3 separate regions of the Mus musculus genome follow, and all the other regions are linked to region 1. A link is a contact called in public promoter capture Hi-C data. All regions are on one chromosome and are shown on one strand. Each heading gives the region's core, a stretch centred on a gene start, on an enhancer-like site or on the middle of the called end of the contact. The rest is flanking DNA. Distances are from core to core; before and after follow the strand shown. Region 1 holds the start of Acvr2a (activin receptor IIA). Region 2 holds the start of Rif1 (replication timing regulatory factor 1). Region 3 holds the start of Nmi (N-myc (and STAT) interactor).

What was found. Promoter capture Hi-C pulls out the DNA fragments that hold promoters and counts their contacts.
Region 2: a contact with region 1 is called in a promoter capture Hi-C map of pre-B cells, with 2.5 times the contacts expected there. The contact joins the promoter of Rif1 here to the promoter of Acvr2a in region 1. A contact is called at or near these places in 2 of 39 promoter capture datasets (liver and pre-B cells).
Region 3: a promoter capture Hi-C map of pre-B cells shows a contact between it and region 1. The contact joins the promoter of Nmi here to the promoter of Acvr2a in region 1. A contact is called at or near these places in 1 of 39 promoter capture datasets (pre-B cells) and 1 of 484 Hi-C or Micro-C datasets (CD8 T cells).

What each region holds. Positions count from the first base shown.
Region 1 is chr2:48,811,870-48,816,037 of GRCm38.p6, reverse strand. Acvr2a (activin receptor IIA) reads right to left here and starts at 1,929. Exons shown (of 11, transcript NM_007396.4): 1 at 1,212-1,929. The coding sequence starts at 1,266.
Region 2 is chr2:52,071,063-52,075,230 of GRCm38.p6, reverse strand. Rif1 (replication timing regulatory factor 1) reads right to left here and starts at 2,394. Exons shown (of 36, transcript NM_001355415.1): 1 at 2,365-2,394; 2 at 1,978-2,094; 3 at 906-984. The coding sequence starts at 2,081.
Region 3 is chr2:51,971,532-51,975,699 of GRCm38.p6, reverse strand. Nmi (N-myc (and STAT) interactor) reads left to right here and starts at 2,492. Exons shown (of 9, transcript NM_001141949.1): 1 at 2,492-2,791; 2 at 3,073-3,112.

The DNA.
Region 1 (4,168 bases), core at 680-3,179:
TACCATTCAGCAAAATTCTATACATTACAAAGGATTCTATTAAAAGGGGGGTGGGGTAGGGAAGATGGACACACACACAACAGAGAGGTACACAAAGAAAAGACTACCACCTTCTAATTTCCCTGTGACATACGAGGGAATGACACAACCATGAAACCTGTCAATTTGTCCCCCACCCCTCCTGTTTGCCACAACCTAGGAAGTATACACTGAATTTTTATAATGAATGCATTCACTGTGACTTTTAAACTCTTTCATCCCTCCAACTAACTCTCCGGTTAAGTGCATTTGCACACCTTTCAGCTAGATGTATGTATGCATTTCCAGAATTTCAATACAAAAGCCTAGTTTTTCCAACCACTGGTTGCAACCATACAACATCTTCACATAATCAAATTTTTCAGATATAAAATGGCCAGAGTATTCTCCTAACCTTGAGTTAAAAGAAAAGAAAAGAAAAAGAAATACATCTCACAAGAACAGCATATTTAACATGAACACAATTTCACATGGCCTGTTCTTAACTGAAAACAACGTGTCGGTGCAAAGCGTTTAAAATAAGTATTCCGTAGGTAAGCAGAATCTACGCCTGAAAAGAGCACCCAAATGGTGGGTGAAAGCCAGCACACACCACCAACACACAGCAGCATACCTCTTCTGCACTGGGTTAGGGTTAATACTCCGGCAACTAAAACTATTTTTAACACTACTGGACAATGTAGTTGGAGAAGACGTGAGAGGAGACCTAGATTAAATCGCTGATAGGATGCATTGTTTCTCACAGTCAAAATTAAACACCAGCTCACTTGATCTATGTCTCGATATTCACCGGTGAAGCACTAATTAGATGACGACCAAAACCGGTCCTTGTTTTGGAACAGCTTAGGCTAAATGACATTTTGGAATACCTCCTTCTGGGTCTCAAACCTTTACATAAATTTTCACTTGTGGTATTTGCGGCTTGAACAGCAACCCAACCAGCGCTGTCATCGAGTGTTATGGCCACAAACCATGACTTTCTCACTTGCACAACAACACAGCACTCAACCTATCAGTTCGCCACACCAACCCAAAACAAGTGGAATTCATGGAGATTTCGAGATGATCGGGGCTGCGGGTTTAGGCGCGGGAAAAGCCTCGGCCCGAGAACTGCCCAGCAGACGGCACCCGGCACCCGGCCACAGCCCCGCCGCGCCGGCTCCTCCACCTACCTGAAGAGCAAGAGATAAGAAAGACGGCGAACGCCAACTTTGCAGCAGCTCCCATTTTCCCGAGGCGCCGGAGAAGCCGTAGGAAGTTCTCGCTAGATATCCAGTTCCCTGGGTCTTCCTCGGAGACAAACCTCCTGGTGTAAAATCAACCGTCATAAAACATATTCGGAAGCCCCGAGGCGGGGGGGAGGGGGAAGCAAAAAACGTTCACAGGGTTGAAAAAAAAAGGATTTAAAAAAAAGGCACAACAATTTAAAAAAATGTACCACGGGGGAAAAACCGCCACATACACGCACAACACACCAAACCAAACAACGAAAAGCCAACAACAACAAAAGCGGGTTGGAATCACTGTCAAAATCACTGTCAGCTCCGCTCGCCTCTCGCGTCTCAGCGAACAAAACGCCTGGCTGAGGCGACGAGGCGGCGGCGGCGGCGCCCGCAGCCGCCCGGACGGTCCGGGAGCCGAGCTGCTCCGACGTCCGGACCGACCTTCAACCCGGACACCCAAAGTCCGCGGACCACAGTAGCCGAGCTCGCGGCGGTGGCGGTGCGAGGCGGCCGCGGGAGACGGCGACGGGAGAGACGGTGGCGCAGGCGGCGGCCAAGTTCTGGTCCAGGCTGTGGCTCCGGCTCCCGGCTCCCGGCTCGGCCGCGTTTTCGGTCTCCTGGCCTCCGCCGGCCCCGCCCCCTACACTTCCGGTTCCGTCCTGAAGCTGGAAGCCAGGCGCGGCGGAGAAACGCTCCGCGGCGGCGGTGGCGGCGGCGGCGGGAGCGGCGGCCGGGCGCAGCGCGCGTGCCGGGCGGCGAGCGCGAGGAGATTGTCCGGGAGGCGGGGCGAGCCGGAGGGGCGGGGCCGGATCCGGAGCGCGCTCGCGAGGCTGCGGGAACCGAGACCGAGCAGACGGGACGGCGGGCCCTGCGGGTGCCCGCCGCGGCCCCGAGACGCCCGGTGTGCCCAGTGCGGTGCCCGCCCGGGCGCGAGAGCCGCGGCGCCCGAGCGGGATGGGCGATGCTAAGGCCGACTGCGGCGCCCAGCCTTTCCTCTGGGGGACGCCGAGGCCGCGCCGACTTGCTCCGAGTGGGCGGGAGCCGCACCCGCTGCTGCCCGAGCGAGCTCGGTGCTCGCGAGCCGGCCGCGCCCCCGCCGCCGAGGCCTCCCCACGTTTGTCTTTGGGCTAAAAAATAAAGGCAGGAAGGGCTGTCCGCCAGGTCAGGACACCCTCGCCAGATAGCTCGATGTGAGGTTCGGATCCTATCCACCACACCTTGTATACACAAAGCATTGTGTTGCAAACAGGTTTGCTCCTAGTTGGCGTGAAAGTCTGTATTAGGCTTGAAGTGAAAATCGCAGATTTCAGTGTATTGGACCGTCAGAGACGGTGGTGTTATCAATTCTTAGCCTCTTGTAAGACCTGTTTTTACCCCGTAAGCCATGTTGAACTGTTGATCGGGTGTTCAGTTAAGCACCGAAACATACAGAATGTAAAAATGTGAGCCCTACCTCCAGAAGCTCGGCTATTTGGGATATTCGAAGTTGGCTATAGCGTGCAAAGGATGATTGCTAGAGTCAGTTCGTCTGCCATTTAGCACAATTTGGTATAATAAAGGGGGAGATCTTGTTTTCCACTTTATTCCAGCATTCTGAAGGTTTTGACAGGAATGCTTCCTCAGTAGATAGGTAAATACCTAGAAGTTTGCCCTTTTTTCTTAATACAGTAGTAACCTCTGTGTTTGGAGACATTTTCAAGAAAAAAAGGAAGCAACTGTGGGATGGGTAATTAATGTTTTAGTGTACACTGATCCCCACATTTTTCCACAAACTCACTTGTATTTGTTTTCTTTTTCTCTTCCTATAAACTGCTCTATATTTCTGTCTATTAAGTACATCCTATAATTATCTGCCTATTTCTACTACTTGTCAGGGTTAATAATCATTGTGGCTCTTTAAACTCTCTCCAAGATTTCCAGTTCTCAAGCCCTGCTCAGAATTGATGGTATTATGCAACAAAATCCCAAACTGGTCTTCAGGATGCCTCAGTAAATCGAATGTAGTTCTGCAAACAGTTTAGGCTGGACAGAAACGAAGAGTTGCCACTAACAGTCTTAAAATGGAAGAGTGTGTTTACTTTAGAACCATCTACCCTCCTTTCTCCCAGGGATGGATCAGGCCCTACTGTTGTCTTGTCACTACATCGTCTCGATGTTTCTTCATCGCTAAAAACAGAGCAAGTGAAGCAACAAGAGTTGCATATTAGTTTCCTCTCACCTCCTAGTCTGACATATGAGTGAACGTAAAATTATTTTCTAAAGTAATGAAGAAGAACTTCAAGAATAATTCTGAATAAGAGCATTCTTTGCTAACAAAGAGTTAAAGTAAACCCCTGGGAGAAATTAGTGACAACCAGTCATAACAGCTATGCATTCTGTTCTTAAATGTGCTTCTGGGAGGCACCGGGATGGGCTCTTGTGGAGCTCAAGGTAGCTTCGAACTCCCTAGAGAGCCTAAGATGACCTTGAACTTCTGATCCTCCTGCCTCTACTTTGTAATTGCTGCAATTACTGACATGCACTACTGAGTTGTATTTATGTGGTCCTGGGGATCCAACCTAGAACCCCATGCATACTTAGCAAGCAAATGAGCTCCACCCAGAGCCCAGAATGTACTTTAAAAAAAAAAAAATCCAGAAATAGTGGCTTTAAAAGATAGTGTTATTAATCCCCACTACAGTTCCAAAGCTCACACTGAAGATAGAAATAGCTGAAATTATTAAGGCTGCCCTTTTTCCTCCATATTACTTATGTTTGACAAATTTCTACAAATGCTATGTAATTCAGTCATAGCCACCCCTAATGCTCCCCTCCCAGTACTCCTAGGGCCCCTTAATAAATGCCTTTATATAGTCTGACTGAGTCCAGGTAGTGGTGCTTGTATAAGCGTGGGCAGTCTACCAGTA
Region 2 (4,168 bases), core at 1,145-3,644, 3.3 Mb before region 1:
CCTGTCAAAAAAAATAGTAACAATTTCAATAAGGCTGGGATATTCACTTCAATCTTTTCATTCTAAAAACAAGAGTATTAAAAGGTGTTGATAGCAGGTTCTGACGTCACTAAGTGGCCAGATGAGGCTAAGAATACACTCAGTCCGATATTAACTATTACAATTAAACAAGGAAAACAAGTTAACTAATTTTTTAAAGTGTTCCAAAAAGCAAAATTAGCAAAAATTAATGTAAATAAAAATAAATAACACGTACTGTGGGGTATGTCAGTGCCAGCCTATAATCCCAATTGGAAGGCAGAGACAGGATTGTCACCTAGCTAAGCTACCTGGTTCCCAAACTGGAAAAAATCCCTCTGCCCCAAACAAACAAACAAACAAAAAAGCATGAATATGAATACTGTCTATCGAAAGGGAAGACTAAGATAGTTGCCATTTTAGGACAAATTACTCAGACCTTCCAAAACACAGATCTTATTGTTTTAATAAGACATAAGCTTTGAACTGACAACCCTAGACACTTTAGACTTTAGGCAAATGAACCGATTTCCTAACCTGCAAAGTGGGGCTTTAAAGAGCAGACTTGGTCTATGGATGTAGCTTAGTGGTACATACATGAACTGAAGTGAGAGGACACATAAGGTAACTGAGAGCACCTGATGAACCATATATAATCACTTGAGATAATAATCTCATCAATATAACTGATGATATTTTGTATTCAGGGCATTAACAATGCACTGGATAATGATGCTCCATCCACAGTGAAAAACCATTTTATCAGAAAGCTAGTCAGAGTTGCTCCTGGAATCCCAGATTTGGAAGGCTAAGAAAAGATTTCAAAGGGCTCAGTCTAGTGGGTTCAGACTGAGGCAGTGCGAAGTCATTAAGAAAGGAACACAGACCTTTAAAACCGTGTACAGCCGAGAAAGGTTTTTCTCGATTTCTGCAATGACTTCTTTTCCTTCTTCTCCAGTCATACGACTTTAAAGGAAATAGAACATAAGCTTAGTCGAAAGCATAAACAAACAAACAAAAAGTTATTGCCATCACTTTAAGGATTACTTTCAGGGCTGGAGAGATGATCCAGGGTAAGAACACAGAGAGGCTCTGGCAGAAGACTGGTGTTCAATCCCAGCACCCCTATCGTGGCTCACAACCACCTGTAACTCCAGTTCCAGAGCCATCCAACACCTGGAGCCGCAGGCACTCTAACTCGTAACTGGCTTTTTGTTTTAAGTTTTTAAAGACGACTTTCAAGCCCTTGGAATTAACCTCTTTCTTTAAAAAGTTTAAAGGTATAGAGAAAAAATGTTTTAAGTTAGACCACATATAAGCGGTAACTTGCCTCAAAGCTTTTTGGCCTCGAAAACGTATTTTTTCTTTTCTTTTTTTGTAATTTTTACATGAGAAAAGAAAGTGGGAATCCCTTTCCCTAATCATGTTTTCTAACTCAGAAAATACGAAAGTTTAACAAAATTCAGAAATTTTTCTAAAGCCTTTCAAATAAGTCAAAACGGGGTTCCTGGCTCTGCTTTTTTTTTTTTTTTTTTTAAGCCAATTCTGGGGCCGGTTTGCTGACTCGCGCACCTGTAATCTCAACCACTCCGGCAGAACCACAAGTTCGAGGCCGGGGTCGGGGGATGAGCACTGGAGCGAGCCTGAGCCAAAGACCCTAACTAAACCCACTAACTCCGGATCGCCAACTTTCCCACGGCGTCCGAGGTTCGCAGGGCAAAGCCCTGCTCTCCAAACGCCTCTCGACTCCAAACTTTTCTTTAAAGGCTTTCCCGTCTGCGGGCCAGACAAAAAAATACAGAACCGCTCGTCCCCGAAGAAGCCCTCGGACGCCGCCGCTGCGCCCCGCAACGTCACTCGGCAGGCAATGGCCCGGTGCACCCCGAACTACCCGCGTCCGCCGGGTCCCCACGGCTGCCCCGGCTCCCGCCCCGGGCTCGTCCCCCCGGCCCGCCTCACCTGGTCAGAGTTAGGTAGGCGTCCGTCTGCTCTCCCGGAGGCACCGAGGGGTCTTCCCAAGTCTCCAGAAGCGGCTCCAGGGGGCTGCGACCTGGGGCCGTCATGTCGGCCGCCACCCTGCAGCGAGGCCGGAAGACACCCAGTAACCGGTGGCACGGCCCGCGCGGCGCCCTCACCTGCACGCCGGGCCGCGCGCTCGCAGGCCGGCCTCCCGCCTGCCCGGCTCCCGCCGCCGCTTCCCAGGCAGCACGGCCGCGAGGGGGCAGAGGCGGCGCCGGCCGGGCCGAGCCGAGCCTCCCGCTCCTCACCCCCCACGCGGGAAGTCCGCTCCGCAGCTCGCCGCCCCGGGGCCCGCCGTCCGCTCCCGGCTCGCGCTTATTTACTCACGCGTGCAGCCCGCTCCTCCACGACCAAGATGGCGGCGGGGGGCGGGCCCAGCGGCGCGCGGGAGCCGGGCAGGCCTGGCGGGAGAGGCTCGAGCCAATCCAACGGGCGGTGGCGCGCCGGGCTGCTCGATGGCCTGCTGCCCGCCCCCGCCCCCGCCCCCGCCCCCGGAGCACCTCGGGGGGTGTGTATCGCCTCCAGCCCGGGGCTAGAGATGGGTGATGTAAATTAGTGCCCCACTCCACCTGACTCCAGCTACTTGCTCAGCCGACCAAGTTTGCAAAACTCCAGTGCTTCCCAAAGGAGCCCACAAAACCATTTGATTGAGAGTGAATGGCAGGCTGTTGGGCTTGTTTTGTTGTTGTTTGCTGCTGCTGCTGTTGTTGGGTTTTTGTTTTCTAGAGGTCCACTTGCTAAACCTAGCTCTCTGCCTCTAAGCCCCAGCCCAATGAGTAAGTCGGAGGTGCCTCAAAAGCCACGCATTCAAGCTTTGGTCTGTGACCTTAGGAAATTGACTTCATCTCAGCTTCTGAGAGTGGGGACTAGTGGCAGCACATTTCTTAGCGGGGGGGAGGGGGGGAGTGTTGCTAAAGGAGACCCATGGCGTGCATAACAAAGGCCTGGAAATGGGCGGTATTGATTTGCAGATTTCAAAATACCGCCCTTCAGCCTTGAGATTCCTCAGAGGCAACTGCCTAGAATTGGTTTACTTCCATTGGACCCCAGGTGTAGAGGGGTGACGGTGGCCCTGGGATACACAGGTGCGGCAGAAACGACAGTAAACCCTTAAACAACGTGGTAATCATTGAAATCGTTTCACGTGCCTCTCAGCACTCTCCACAACCCGCAAGATTGTTTCAACTTTAAGCACAGAAGGTCAGGGAAGCAGGACCTAGTGGCCCACGCCTTTACTCCCAACACTTAAACTGGCTAGGCAGACAGATAAAAGAGTTCCAGGACAATCAGAGCTACATAATGAAACCCTGTCTTTAAAAAAAAAAAAAAAAAAAAAAAGTAAAAATAACAACAAAGAATAATAGGGCCACCCAGAGCCAGGCTCTACTAGCGAATTTGCCTGGCACACTGAAGCCCTAGGTTCCAACCTCCAGTCTGCCGCTTGTTCTCAACAACCCACCAGCACCTAACTTTTCCCTGTGAGAAGCCCATATTTTAAATCCCCCTTTTCAAGAATTATGGGTCAGTTAAGCCCGGTAGTACACACCTGTTTCCCGGCACTCAGAAGGCTGAGGTAGAAGACAGCTCCGGTTCCAGCTCTCACTGACTTACAAAGCAGGCCCGTCACAAAAGTCAAAGCAAATATTGACAAGCCTTCAGCTTCATTCAGTGGGAGTGGGGAAATCCGTGGAATCTTTCCGTCCTTTACCCCACCACCACCCACATTCCTTCCATTGAGATTTAAATTCTCCTGACCCCGGGTGCTCAAACACAGAGATCCTCCAACCTCCCGCGTCTGGGGATTAAAGGTGTGCACCACCACACCCAGCTCTAGATCTCCTAAAATGACTTAAGTTTCTGCTGGTTGGTCCAAGGTACTGGGAGCAACAAGTGTTGCTTTTGTAAAATCGTTGAGCTCCACATGCAATTTTACTAGGCTAATGAGTTCTCTGCTCTTTGGTGTTTTCTATCTCATAGAAAAGGGTGAAAGATTAGAATCAAAACAAATTCCCTTACCCACACAGACTACCTGCAAAATTTCTAGAAAATTTAATCAACACAAATCTGTAATCCCAACACAAGTCTGAGGCAGTAGGATTGATGTGAGTTCCAGGACAACCTGGGCTACATA
Region 3 (4,168 bases), core at 1,243-3,742, 3.2 Mb before region 1:
CAAAGCCTACCTACGCAGTGACACGCTTCCTCTGACAAGGCTACACCTCCTAATAGTAGCACTTCCCATGAGCCAAGCATATTCAAATCACCACAGCAGGTAAAAATGTTTGACGACTTAGATCCATCCCAGAGCCCAGATAAAAAAGCCAGATGCAGTGGCCCACTGATGTCTGTATTTCTTGTACTCCCACTTTTTGGTGGGAGGGAAAGATGGGAGGGGATCATCTAGAAGCTCCCGTGGCACCTGGCACCGTCCCCCTCGTCCCAACACTGACAAAAGCAAAGGATGGTTGTGTCTCAAAGTCTCCTCCCCACCCATCCCTTAGCTTCTCCTTAAGTCTACATCAGATTAGATCTTTGTGGTCATTCTTATGCCTCCTAGTATATATCTCCTTCCAAAACAAGGATAAGGACAGGATGAAAAATTTACTAAATAACTCATTTTTTGTCCAAAGACAAAAATTACAACTATTTTAGTTTAAAAACCAAGTTGACTTTTTGTGATTCTAGAATCAGAGTCTGACAAGTTGGGCAGATACTTGTTTCATAGATCAAAAAAGCAAGGGGGTGGCTGAAGAATGTACCCCCCAAAAACACCCAAGCATGCTGTTAAAAAACACATTTTTAGATTTATTTTTATTTAATGGGTTTGTGTTTTGTCTTCATGTATCTGCATCTCTAGTCTGCCCACAGAAGCCACAGAGGGCATTCATTTTCTGGAACAGAAGTGACAGCAGGCTGTGTGGAGCTGGGAATAGAACCTAGTGTCTCTGCAACAGAAACGAGTGCCTTTAATCACTAAGTGATCTCTCTAGCACCCCAAAGGCCGTTTTAAAGATCTTGTGTTGTAAAGGTTAAAGCTATTATTCTGCCGTGTAGAACTGGTTTGCTTAGGGACTTGGCTGTGACTTCTCAGCTGATTTCTCGGAACAATAACTTTCTTTTTGGCAACCTGGGATTTCAGCATAAGTGACTTCGCTTTTGCTCTGGAACTCAGTCCAAATCAATGACTTCTTATGAGTTTTAATTGACATATTCATGGTCCTGCTCAAATTCAGAAGAAAACCTAAGTAATACTCAGACCACTTCTTTCTTTCTTTTTTTAAAAATTTTTTTAATTAGGTATTTTCCTCATTTACATTTCCAATGCTATCCCAAAAGTCCCCCATACCCACCCCCCCCCACTCCCCTACCCACCCACTCCCCCCTCCTGGCCCTGGCGTTCCCCTGTACTGGGGCATATAAAGTTTGCAAGTCCAATGGGCCTCTCTTTCCAGTGATGGCCGACTAGGCCATCCTTTGATACATATGCAGCTAGAGACAAGAGCTCCGGGGTACTGCTTAGTTCATATTGTTGTTCCACCTATAGGGTTGTAGTTCCCTTTAGTTCCTTGGGTGCTTTCTCTAGTTCCTCCATTGGGGGCCCTGTGATCCATTCAATAGCTGACTGTGAGCATCCACTTCTGTGTTTGCTAGGCCCCCACTTGTTTCTTTTTTAAAATAAGTAATTTGTTTATTCACTTTATATCCCAACATCAACTCTTCCTCTCCTCCCAGTCCCACCCTCTCACATCTTCTCAGCCCTTCCCCATCTCCTTTCCGAAGGGGAAACCCACCCCTGTGTATTACGTCCGGATAGCCCCATTCCTTATCCAGTGCACCACTCACTGAGTGTTTGTTCTTTCTAATTGGGCTGACAACTCAAAAGAAACCCTTAACCTGTTTTAAAAGACAGGGTCTTACTATGTGGCTCTGGTGTCACTGAAAAGTAGGTCCTATCACTGCCTTCACCACCCCCACCCCCCTCCCCGTGTCCACATCCTACCCAGACAAGGTCTCTCTGTGTAGCCTTAGCTGTTCTGGAACTCTGGCCTTCAACCTTCAACTCACAGAGATCCTGCTACCAACTAGGGGCCCCATCACTTTTTTTTTTTTTTTTTTTTAAGACAGGGTTTCTCTGCATAGCCCTGGCTGTCCTGGAACTCACTCTTAAGACCAGGCTGGCCTCGAACTCAGAAATTCACCTGACTCTGCCTCCCAAGTGCTGAGATTAAAGGCGTGCGCCACCACTGCCCGGCTCCATCACTGTTCTTGATGGAAAGAATTTTGCTTCTGCCAAGTGCATCATTTTATTCCGAGCCGTTAGTTAGTATGCACAGATATAGAGCGCCACCATGTAGAAGGGAGGCCCTGATAGCTCTTTGCTGTCTTCCACAGCTCTGTGCTCATGTGCTGCCTAGCTGTGGAGTAACCAGTTCTTGATGTAGGATTAGGGAACACTGCCGTTCTTGACGGAAGCCAGCTATTTTTCTAGCAAAGGAAAAGTTCACATCTAGCGATGTGTTTGTTTACAAAATCTTCACAACAAAAACAAAGCTTAGAAGAAAACTTTCAAGGGTCATAAAATCCAACCCAGGAAGCAGCTTTCTCAGCTTCCTGGTTTATCTTGTGCTTGTGTCAAACTTTATAACCGTCTAAAAAGTTACAGAGAGAGGATTTGCATAGAGAGCTCTGGTTTCCATCCAGCTTTTCAACAGCGTGTTCCGCATAATGCACATAAATAAGCTTTTCTAAGCAGGTCTCGGAGTTACTGCCAATAATAAGAGACAGCAGCAATGGCGCCCTGGACGAAGTCCTCAGGGCATGGAGCAGAAGCATCCTGTTTCTAATAACCGAAAGTGAAAGTAAGGCCTGGGACTGAGCGCTGCTCGTCGCTGAAGCCAGGTTAGTGTTTTCGAGGTAGAGTTCAGTTCTAAGGCACCGGCTTCCGGGAGCTGCGCAGCGAGCGGGTGAGTGCTTGATCCATCCTCGGTCCGCCGCGTCCCTGCGGTCCCACCACCCGCGCTCAGGGATGCTCCACCCGGCGCGCGGTGGGCGGCGGCTTCCAGCGCCGCGACTCGGGGTCTGGGTCCCCAGTGCGCTGCCTGGAGACTCGCCCGCTCCAGGCGCTCCGGCCATGGGTTGCTTCCCTTCCTGGGAAAAGGAAACTTACAGTCATTGGGACTGGCTCCAGAAGGTTCTTAGAAAAATGGATTTCTCAGGAAGACTATTATTTGTATTTCTTTGGCAGGTGCTGAGTTCTGTAGTCCTGCCTCACTTTTTCAGAATATGTAAGTTGTTGTTGTTGTTGTTGTTGTTGTTGTTGTTGTTGTTGTTGTTGTTGTTTTTGGAAGGAGATGTTGAAAGGAGAATATTCAATGTAAGTTCTAGCGGGCACTGGTTTGGGTTAAGAGGACTCCTGCTCCAAAGGCACCCGAGCTACCTTGTGTGCCCCGAAGGAAACTTCCTGTGTCCTGTCCAGCCAGGAGAGAGGGAAAGCAGCAGGTTCCACTGGGCCAGAGAATGAAATCACCTCTCCTTTACTCCCCACAAAAAGCTCTTGAACATTCACCAATCAGTTATTCTGTTCCGGTCTCCCCGGCCCTGACTTGCAGAGAACTTAACTGTGAACCAATCAGTTCAGTTTCTGCATTTTCAGCTTTCTTCTCTGCCTATAAAGCAAACTTCTGCATAGCAGTGAAAACATTTGAGGCAACTGCTTTCTATTTACATTGTGCTGGCTTTGAACTCTTGATCCTCCTGTTACAGACCTGTGCCACTACACTCAGACAGACCACTTACTCGATTTATTCAATCAAGTGTGCCCTGATTGTAAAAGAAATTCAATTAGGATCTTTTAATTGTTAACATTGTATCCATCTTTTGACTTGTTTCTGGTCTATACAACATGGATACATTATAATTTCTTCCTTCCTTCCTTTCTTTTAATTTAATGTATATGAGTACTCTGTAGCTCTCTTCAGACACACCAGAAGAGGGTATCGGATCCCATTACAGGTGGTTGTGAACCACCATGTGGTTGCTGGGAATTGAACTCAGGACCTCTGGAAGAGCAGTCAGTGCTCTTAACCGCCGAGTCATCTCTCCAGCCCATTTTCTTCCTTCTTTATGCTGCCAGGAACTCTGTGTACCCGCCCCCCGCACCCCCCCCCCGATATAAGTATCCCTAGGAAAATGAGATGATTTTTTTTTAAGTTTACTGCCATAATAAATTACATGGCCTTGGTGGCTTATGCATACATGTGTGTGCATGTACACACTTTTCAATTTAAAAATACTTACTTTTAGTACTATTTTAAAATTAGATTGTGTGTGCCCGTGTGTGC